Linked DNA regions of Mus musculus: regions 1 and 2 are each linked to region 3. Evidence: chromatin contacts called from public ChIA-PET and HiChIP or PLAC-seq data. All regions are on one chromosome and are shown on one strand. Each heading gives the region's core, a stretch centred on a gene start, on an enhancer-like site or on the middle of the called end of the contact. The rest is flanking DNA. Distances are from core to core; before and after follow the strand shown.

Region 1 (2,775 bases), core at 219-2,718, 130 kb before region 3:
TGCATGTGTGTATTTGTTCTTGTGTATATGACTGTGTGTATGTATGAATGTGTGTGTGAATGTGTATGTATGTGTGTATGTATGTGAATGTGTGACTGCGTATATGAATCTATGTATATATGTGAATGCGTGTAAGACTGTATATGTGAGTGTGTATGTGTGTGTATGAGTGTGTGTATGTGTGTGTGCATGACTGTGAGTGTGAATGGGTGTACGTATGAGTGTATATGTGAGTGTGTGTGTATGTGTGAATGTATGTGTATGTGAATGTGAGAGACTGTGTGCGTGAGTGCATATGTGAATGTGTGTGTAAATGTGTGAGTGTGTGTGTAAGTATATGATGTGTGTCTGTGTGGTGTCTTCCTCTATCACTCTCCACCTTAGCTTTTGAGACGGGGTTTCTTCCTGAGCCTGAGCTCCCTGATTTGACAAGATGAGCTGGCCAGAGAGTTGCAGGGATCCCTCTCTGTCCACCTCACCCACCCTGAGATCAGAGGCTTGTGGCGCACACAATACCCGGCTTTTGACGTGGGTGCAGAGGATCCAAACTCAGGTCTTCAATGGAGCCGTTGCCCCAGCTCTCTTGTGTAATTTCAGAACTGGCTTGTTAATTTCTGTCTTTGAAATGCTACTGACATTGCAGGGCGTGCGGTACACACCTGTAATATCAGCCCCACGTGAAGCAGGGTTGCTACAAGTTAAAGGCCAGCCTGGTCTACATAGCAAGTTCTAGGTCAGTCGGGGCTACAGAGCGAGAAGCTGTCTAAAACGGCAAAGCTATGAAGTAGAGAGAGCCTAGGGGTGTGGGGTGTAATTTAGTGGTAGGTTGGCCCTGCGTTTGATCCTTAGCAATGAGCAGAGGTGGGAACGCGGAGAGAAAAGAAAGTGGGCATGCCAGTCTCTGAAGTTGCACTGACTCTAGAGGTCAGTTTGGAAAGCCAGGTAGAGGCCCCTGGTTGATGTTTCCCCTACTACGTTATGTTTTTCTTTCACATTTGCCATCACTAATTAATTCTGAAATTAGTCATTCGATTTGACATGTTGACATGTTTAGTCATGGGCTAGCCACTTGCTAGAACTCCACACTTCATATGCCTTTGACCAAAAACACTCATCAAAGCAACCAACGGTTCAGTTGTTTTAAAGTTGGAGCCTAGTTCCTGGATCTTTCAAGTCCCCCTGTGAGATCCAAGGAATCTGCAGCTCCTTGACTGAGAGATAGGAGTCCCTTCCCAGTTGCTTTTTGGGACCACACAGACTGGTACGGTTCAGGCACTTTAACTGCAGGTGGGAAAGCGGCTACAGAGGTCTCCTCCGCAGTGCCCGCTGTCTGGAGTCGGTTAGTCTGCCCTTGAACCGAAGAGAGTGAGTGGTGATAAACCTCCGAGGTGCCCCGTCAGGAAAAGGTAATTATTTCCTGAGTGCAGCGTTGTCCTGGGGACTCGTCCTGTACCTCAGGGAGCTTCCCCTCCGCGGCTATTTCCGGTGATCCACGTAACTTCCGGTGCGATCTGCTTCTTTTGGGCTCCCTGGACTTTCATCATGTCCTCAGGAGTTTCTGCTGAAATTTCATTCCCAAGGTCATAAGGAGTGAGAGTAACCAAACTGAGCTTTAGAGACTGTGTTTTAATAAATGTGAAAACTGCTAAGCTTCGGCTGTGGTTAGGGGAAGGGCCCATTAGCCATCAAACCCAGGTAGGACACTCATCGTTACGCTACACCACGATGACCGACGACCGGCTCTTAATTAAACTCTTATAGACTTTGAAAAGGTCCCATTTGTCCCTCAGACTGGAAGAAACCTTTTATGAAATGGTCGGAACTTTCTGATGTTGCAATTACACGAGAAACACATTACACACATGCTCACCAGAGCTCAATGATGGTGACTTTAGTCATTAAATTAAAAAAAAGCAATTCAGCCATATTGAAACTCTTGCTCAGTGATCGCTAGCAGAGCCCACCTTGTCCCACCGCAGTGCAGTCAGATCTCATACCTACCCGCCCAATTCCTTTGAAAAAAATTTCCTTTCTCAAGTAGAGGCCATTTGTTCTTCAAAGGTTGCTTCAAAGGTTCAGACTAGTGCATTATAGGAAACAGAGTTCTTCTACTCTCAGGGGTGTGGGGGGGTGGGGGTGGGAGGGTGAGGGGTGAGGGTAGGGGTGGGGGATGGGGGGGAAGAAGAGATTCTTCTTGAACTTTGCATGTTTCCCTTTTGAGATACCAACCACAGAATTTGTTTATGACTATCTTTAGCATCAACAGGAAGCCTATGATGAAACGGGAGAGGGAACTGAGTTAAAATGTTATAAAACTCCAGGGAAATATGTTCCCCATGATCCAGCGACTTTAAAAAGTGCGTGGAAAACAAGCAGTGTCGTAACACGGCCTTGTTTTCTCAGGGAGACCTTGCATGCCTGCCTCTCTCTCTGGCGCTGTCAGAAGGATGGCTGGGTGGGACCGGAGCTGAGCTGCGGTTTGTTATGCAAAAAGCTGTTTCTCTGGGTAAAGATCTTCCCAGTTTGTACAAAGGTAAAGCCAGGAGCAGTAAGCCAGGAGCACTGACTTCTTAGAAGTACCTGGATCTCAACCTTCACCACCTTTGTGACTTTGGTTTCTAACTAAGGTGGTTTTTGAGCACGCTAAGGAGAGAGGGGGAGTGCAGGTGTGTGTGTGTGTGTGTGTGTGTGTGTGTACACCCTCTATGGGAGTAGCAAGCTCTGATTGCCTGCCAGTCGTTTCCTCCACGTTTCTCCTGATTCATGAGGTCTCCC
Region 2 (2,907 bases), core at 300-2,799, 180 kb before region 3:
GTGATGATAAAACACAATGAATCAGAGAAATTAATAGCCGAGTTAGGCTTGACCATGGACACATAGGACACATGAACTCATTCTAAGGGAAGCTGTAATAATTATGTATAAATATCTGAATAATAACCACACTCCCCAAATTATGTGGAAATTATACCCCTTTCAAGAAACAGTTCACATAGCCATTATCAACTGAGCCAGCATGTAGTGGTGGGGACATAATATCTCCACAAAACATTTCCAGAAAGAGAGAGAGAGAGAGAGAGAGAGAGAGAGAGAGAGAGAGAGAGGCAACTTTCCTTTATTCACATTCAGTTGTGAAATTCATTATATCACAGAAATAAAATACCTCAGAGGCACTGGCTCCTGCTCGCTCAGTAAACTAATCTATATTTAGATGCAATTTAGTGGCTTCCAGATAGATGTATTTCCTTCAGAAAAGGACTTCTCACAGTCCATCCTAAGTGACAGGGCAGTGGCTGTTTCTAAGGAAAATTCAAGGAATTTGTGATGTCATCTCGGGTGTGCCAATCCCTCAATTAAGAGAGGACCAGAGGACTTGGTGATCCCCGCACAAACGAAGGGCGTGCATCCTCTGCGTCTCCTCGCGCTGGGTCGCAGTTCGCAGTTCGCTGCGACCACAGTGGGTGTCTAGAAAGTAAAAGGGAGTGTTCTGTTTTATGTAACTTGACTTTGGAAGCTCTGATGACAAGTAACTCCTCTCTAAAGCTCCACTTAGGAACCAGCGCTGAAAACCAGCTGTTAGCCGTCCGCCCCCGCCCCTCCCCCGCGCCGGGCACTTCTGCCTGTGGGTTCCCCCTTTGTTTTTAAATGATTTTATTTTTGGTAAGAGTTAGGCTTCCCGAGCTCTAAAATACATGGAAACCTCCTGCTGTCTATTCGAACGTTGGACGCTCTAACATTTAAAAAAGAAAATCGTGATTAAATTGGTGCATCGTACGTGATAAGGCCGAGGAATGTTTTCTTATTAAAGTTGGCACCAGAATCCTTCTCAGAATGGGAAATGTATTTACTTTGAAAAATACCCCGAGAGTTTGGAGAGCAGAAGAGAGCTCCTGAGGGTTTGGGGTGTGGGCGGAATGTTTCTGAGACAAAGGCAGCGATTTGGCAGGAACTTCAAGCGCGTGGGGCTGGGGAGGAGGAGAGGGCTGAGCCAATGGGAGGACCAGCCTGCCCGCAGCCCCTCAGTCCCACTGTGGTCCTCCACCCTCCTGTGACCCAACTCCCAAAGTATTCGGTGCAAGTCAGTTGTTTTGCTGTTGTTAGAGAGCCTAGGGCAGGCCTGTGGATCAGCCGAGTGGATCTGAGGTGAGACGGGTGGACCAGAGTAGAGGCTGGAGACTGCCCCAGGATGAGGGACAGATCAGAGAGGGTGGGGTCCTAGATCCGAATTTCAGGGCTTTCTGAAACAGATGGGGCTGGAGAGGTTCTTGGTTAAAGCATCCACTTTCTGGACAGAGTCACTCAGGGCTGTGTGTGGGTGGGAAGCTTCCTGGTATAGTCACATGTTGCCTGACTGGAGGGACGTGGAAAGGACTCCACAAACACCAGACGTCATAGCTGTTTTTACAATCTTTGAAGTTGGTTAGACTCCAGTATGTTAATGTCAGTCAGAAGGCGGTTGGTAGGAAAGGAGTCTTTAGCGGGGTAAGGAAAGGACTTTAAGATTCTAAATCTACGTCTTGTAAACACCCAAGGATATCCAATTTTCAAAACGAGTTGAAAATCTTTGAGAATGAGGTATAACTGCCAAGTCCAAACGACACCTAATATTTATTTCCCAAAGGATTCTTGACAATCAGGGACGCTAGGGTGAAAGAGAGGGTGAGTCCACATACTAGACTTTTCAGGTATGTGTATCTACGCTAGGACCAAATCTGGTGATGGGATATATGTATATGTATACACACACATATATGTATGTGTATTCATATGTGTGTATATATATGCATATATATATATAATGTGGGTGTGGTGTGTGTGTGTATATATATATACATACATACATACATACATATATATATATATATATATATATATATATATATACATACATACATATCACAAAATCCAAAAGATCCAAAAGGGAAATCTTTTTTATTTCTGGAACTTTTCTTTTCAATTTGCCAGTGTTACTGGATTTTTTTCTCATATAATATGTACAGTCTAAAATTAATAATTTAATACGTATAAAAATCTGACTGTATAAAGCAAGACTCCCGCTAGGCATAGTAGTTCACACATAATCCTTGGGAGGCAGAGGCAGGAGAATCAGGAGTTGAAGGTCATTACAGTCTACACAGACTATTCAAAGGCTAACCTGATCTATATATTAAAAATAATTAATTAGTGAAATCCAGGCTCTTATAATAAAGTAGACAAATAGCATCATTAAAAAAAAGCCAATAAGGTGTAAAATAGAAAATAAATCCCACAGCCCTAAAACAATGGATTTGTAGTCATCCTAAAATACTAAAATACCTTCTTTAATTATCCAAAGTCTGGCACAAAAAAAATTCTTTATTTTTGTTTTTTTCGAGACAGGGTTTCTCTGTGTAGCCCTGGCTGTCCTGGCACTCAATTTGTAAACCAGGCTGGCCTCGAACTCAGAAATCTGCCTGCCTCTGCCTCCCATGTGCTGGGATTAAAGGCATGCGCCACCACGCCCGGCCCCAATTTTTTTTTTATTTGTTCTTGTTTTACATGCATTTATCCGTACATTCTCTGCTCATAGTAATATTCTCAGGTAAGTGAAATTTTGCTAAGGCATATCAGTAGGTGTAACTACCTAGCTGACCTCTTTCTCAAATTGGGAAGTCAAGTCATCGAGTTAATAACCCATTAATACAACCTGACAGTGCTATTAACCTAAGACAAGCATCGAAC
Region 3 (2,962 bases), core at 451-2,950:
TACATAGACCTGTTACAATGCATCTGACTAACTGTGATAGCTTTACAGCAGATTCGCTTTTTAAATAGAGAATATAAGTAATTTTACTGTGAGCGATGTACTGCCTATGTATGAAGGTAGGCACATTTCAATTTGAAAAAAATTTAAAAGAAAAGTCCAGGTTTTAAAATATAATTAATAATAAATCTTAATAGTAAGATGACCATTAAAATTAGTATAATGCATTATAGAATGTTAAATTAATTTTGGGGGGCAAAAGAGCTGAAAATTACTTGTCATGTGACTGATTTAGACTGGGGCTGAAGAGTCCTTTCTGGACTTAATTTCTATCTCTTATTTCTCTCGGGAGTCCCAAGGATGCTGTGTCATCATGTTGTGAATGAAGTCTTTCATCTTTCCACTGAGTCATGTTTTACTGGATTCGTTTTACCTTTGGAATGAGTTACCTTCTTACCGTTTTGGCCCATGCAAGAACGCAAGGTGCCATGCTAGAGGATCGCCTCCTTCGCTTTGCTTGTTATCAGTGACACCCCGTGACCTCTCCTTTTGAGTCTACTCTGTCTCCTCTCTGCTGGACCACTAGCATCTCACCTCTGCTCTTCAGCATCCTCGTTAAAAAGCCATCTCTGTGGCTGGAGTGAGAGAGTCTCCTAAGCCAAACTGTCCAGCTTGCAATTTGGACGAAGACCTAGCCAACTCTCCTCCAGACTCCCAGTCAATCCCAATGATGCTCTACAGTCGACTCTAAGTCTCTCAGGCTGAGCCAACACGCACAAGACTCTATATGCAGAGATTCACAGAGCCTACAGAATATAAACACGCACACACAGAGCATTAAGAAAGGATGAGATTTAAGATATTTCTAAACCCAACCCAGAAGGAAGCTGCTATTTTGAGGTCCATCAAGGAACACCTCATGACATACAACTATAAAGTACTTTATAGACCTGGTTTATGAAATTTGACTTACAGAAACTAGTTGCATCACCATGACCTACTGGGCCTCCCATGACCCAGTCCCCACCTTCTTCAGAAGCCTCGGATGACCTCTCCCCATCGTGAACTTCATGCCTCATAACAGAAAACCACATCCTGTCCCTGTGTACAGTGTGCCCCTCCCTGTGACCCTGGTAGAACAGTTTCCTCTTTAACATGGCTCTGTTTGGCTACAGCTTGATACTCAACTCTGGGCTTAAGGAATTCCATGTTGAGCTAAATGTGTGTCTTCTGAGGTCCAGATACCAAAGCATTAACTACTTTACCTGTGGGAAAAAAGTTTGAGTGACCCTGTTATGATGGTGGTGGTGGAGGTGATTGCTTAGCTACTGTAGAAGAGGCAGGTAGGGCTGAGGGAGCTGAGGAACCCGTTGGATCTTTCTGCAGTAGGGGATGGGCTGGGGTGTGAATTCAGACAGCTCGCTAATGTCGGGCGGTGGTGACGCACGCTTTTAATTCCAGCACTTGGGAGGCAGGGGCAGGCGGATTTCTGAGTTCGAGGCCAGCCTGGTCTACAAAGTGAGTTCCAGGACAGCCAGGGCTATACAGAGAAACCCTGTCTCGAAAAAACGAACGAACCAACCAACCAACCAAAAAAAAAAACCCCAAAACAACAGAAAAAACGAACGAACCAACCAAAAAAACCCAGACAGCTCGCTCCTAAGGCTGCACCTGTACATCTGACAGCAGCATGAGAGCTGGCGACGGGCCCCTTGGCAAGTGCTCACTGATGGAAACTCAGTGTGTGCTCACCGCATCTCACCCTGTTAGCATTATGGAAGTTGAACATGATACAGCAAAGAGAATCATTCTGACATTACATTTTACCTCTGGCAAAGCCGGTGACAGAAAGATGGGAGTGCTGAGGGATGACCAGCTAACTTACCAGATTAACATCAGCTTCCTTGTTCTCTCAGACATGTTCTCCTCGTATGGACAACCCTTGGTGTTAGCCTGGGTAGAGGGAAAACAACCTGGTGTTTGATGGCAGCTCTCTGTCTTGTCACCCATCCTTCCATTCGGAGCCCAGTGGGAGTCTCTTGTTGAAAGTGAATGTGGAGTGTTTTCTATCTCAAAGATACTTCCATGTACAAGAAGTACTTTAAGTTTGCAAGCCGTGTTAGCGGTTCGGATAAAGCACCCTACGAGCCGACCGCTGCCTCTTCTCGTCTGGAAGCCGTTTTTCAGAGCCACAGATAAATCTGTGATCGTTTCTGTGCTGTGGAATATTGCTAGGTGACTTGGGAATAACTGAAGTGTCTTCAGGTGGGTCCCTGAATTAGTATTTTTTAATTTAAAAAGTTCAAATGTATTATTTTTGTTATGGTCTGTTGAAGATCAGAAGTCCCCACGGACTGATTACGCTTTTGAATTATAAATGAGAAGTGAGGGGTCGTGTTCTCCATAAGCCTTTTCTCTGCTTCTTCATTAAAATTCTCAGATGAAAGAAAACATTGAAAGCAGAATATTGGCTTATAAATAATGATAATAATAATAATAATAATAAAGATGGTAACTTCCACATATACACTTTATGACGTTGTTAATAGAGTCTATTTTGCATTAGATCAAATAATCCATTGTTTAGAATAAAGACCTGTGTAACTTTCTTTCTCATTTTTTCTTTTTTTGTTTTTGTTTTTTTGTTTTTTTCAAGACAGGGTTTCTCTGTGTAGCCTTGGCTGTCCTGGAACTCACTCTGTAGACCAGGCTAGCCTCGAACTCAGAACTCCGTCTGCCTCTGCCTCCTAAGTGCTGGAATGAAAGGCATGAAGCCATCACTGCCCGGCCCTGTGTAACTTTCTGTCCCAGACTAAACCAACACTGGGAATAATTGCAAGGGCCTTGATGTTTGCTTGGTTGTTTATGATGAGCTGTGTCGCTGGGAATCATTCATTTAATCCCCTCCCCCCCAGTTACAACTCTTTCATCTTAAAGGGACAGGCTTACCAGTTCCCATCTTTCT

Evidence for each region. ChIA-PET counts read pairs in DNA pulled down with a chosen protein or histone mark. HiChIP or PLAC-seq counts read pairs in DNA pulled down with a chosen protein or histone mark.
Region 1: an RNA polymerase II ChIA-PET map of effector CD8 T cells shows a contact between it and region 3, with 23 read pairs. The contact joins two enhancer-like sites. A contact is called at or near these places in 10 of 484 Hi-C or Micro-C datasets (B cells, CD4 T cells, CD8 T cells and 7 more) and 4 of 115 datasets of contacts at active chromatin or transcription factors (CD8 T cells, bone marrow-derived macrophages, effector CD8 T cells and 1 more).
Region 2: a contact with region 3 is called in an H3K27ac HiChIP or PLAC-seq map of regulatory T cell precursor, with 5 times the contacts expected there. The contact joins two enhancer-like sites. A contact is called at or near these places in 4 of 484 Hi-C or Micro-C datasets (bone marrow-derived macrophages, embryonic fibroblasts, erythroblasts and 1 more) and 9 of 115 datasets of contacts at active chromatin or transcription factors (CD8 T cells, Th17 cells, bone marrow-derived macrophages and 5 more).

The regions. Positions count from the first base shown.
Region 1 is chr10:117,950,818-117,953,592 of GRCm38.p6, forward strand. No RefSeq gene overlaps it. Among named protein-coding and RNA genes, the nearest start is that of 4933411E08Rik, 27 kb to the left of the region's middle. Within about 2 kb of position 1,469, at least 118 of the 459 cell types and tissues checked have an H3K27ac peak or open chromatin away from gene starts, as enhancers often do. A contact at or near this core is called in B cells, CD8 T cells, the G1E-ER4 cell line and 5 more, where this site is marked.
Region 2 is chr10:117,905,197-117,908,103 of GRCm38.p6, forward strand. Gm32605 (a long non-coding RNA gene) reads left to right here. Exons shown (of 6, transcript XR_872076.3): 6 at 1-965. Among named protein-coding and RNA genes, the nearest start is that of 4933411E08Rik, 19 kb to the right of the region's middle. Within about 2 kb of position 1,550, at least 233 of the 459 cell types and tissues checked have an H3K27ac peak or open chromatin away from gene starts, as enhancers often do. A contact at or near this core is called in CD8 T cells, Th17 cells, bone marrow-derived macrophages and 3 more, where this site is marked.
Region 3 is chr10:118,082,146-118,085,107 of GRCm38.p6, forward strand. No RefSeq gene overlaps it. Among named protein-coding and RNA genes, the nearest start is that of Mdm1, 58 kb to the right of the region's middle. Within about 2 kb of position 1,701, at least 112 of the 459 cell types and tissues checked have an H3K27ac peak or open chromatin away from gene starts, as enhancers often do. A contact at or near this core is called in B cells, CD8 T cells, the G1E-ER4 cell line and 8 more, where this site is marked.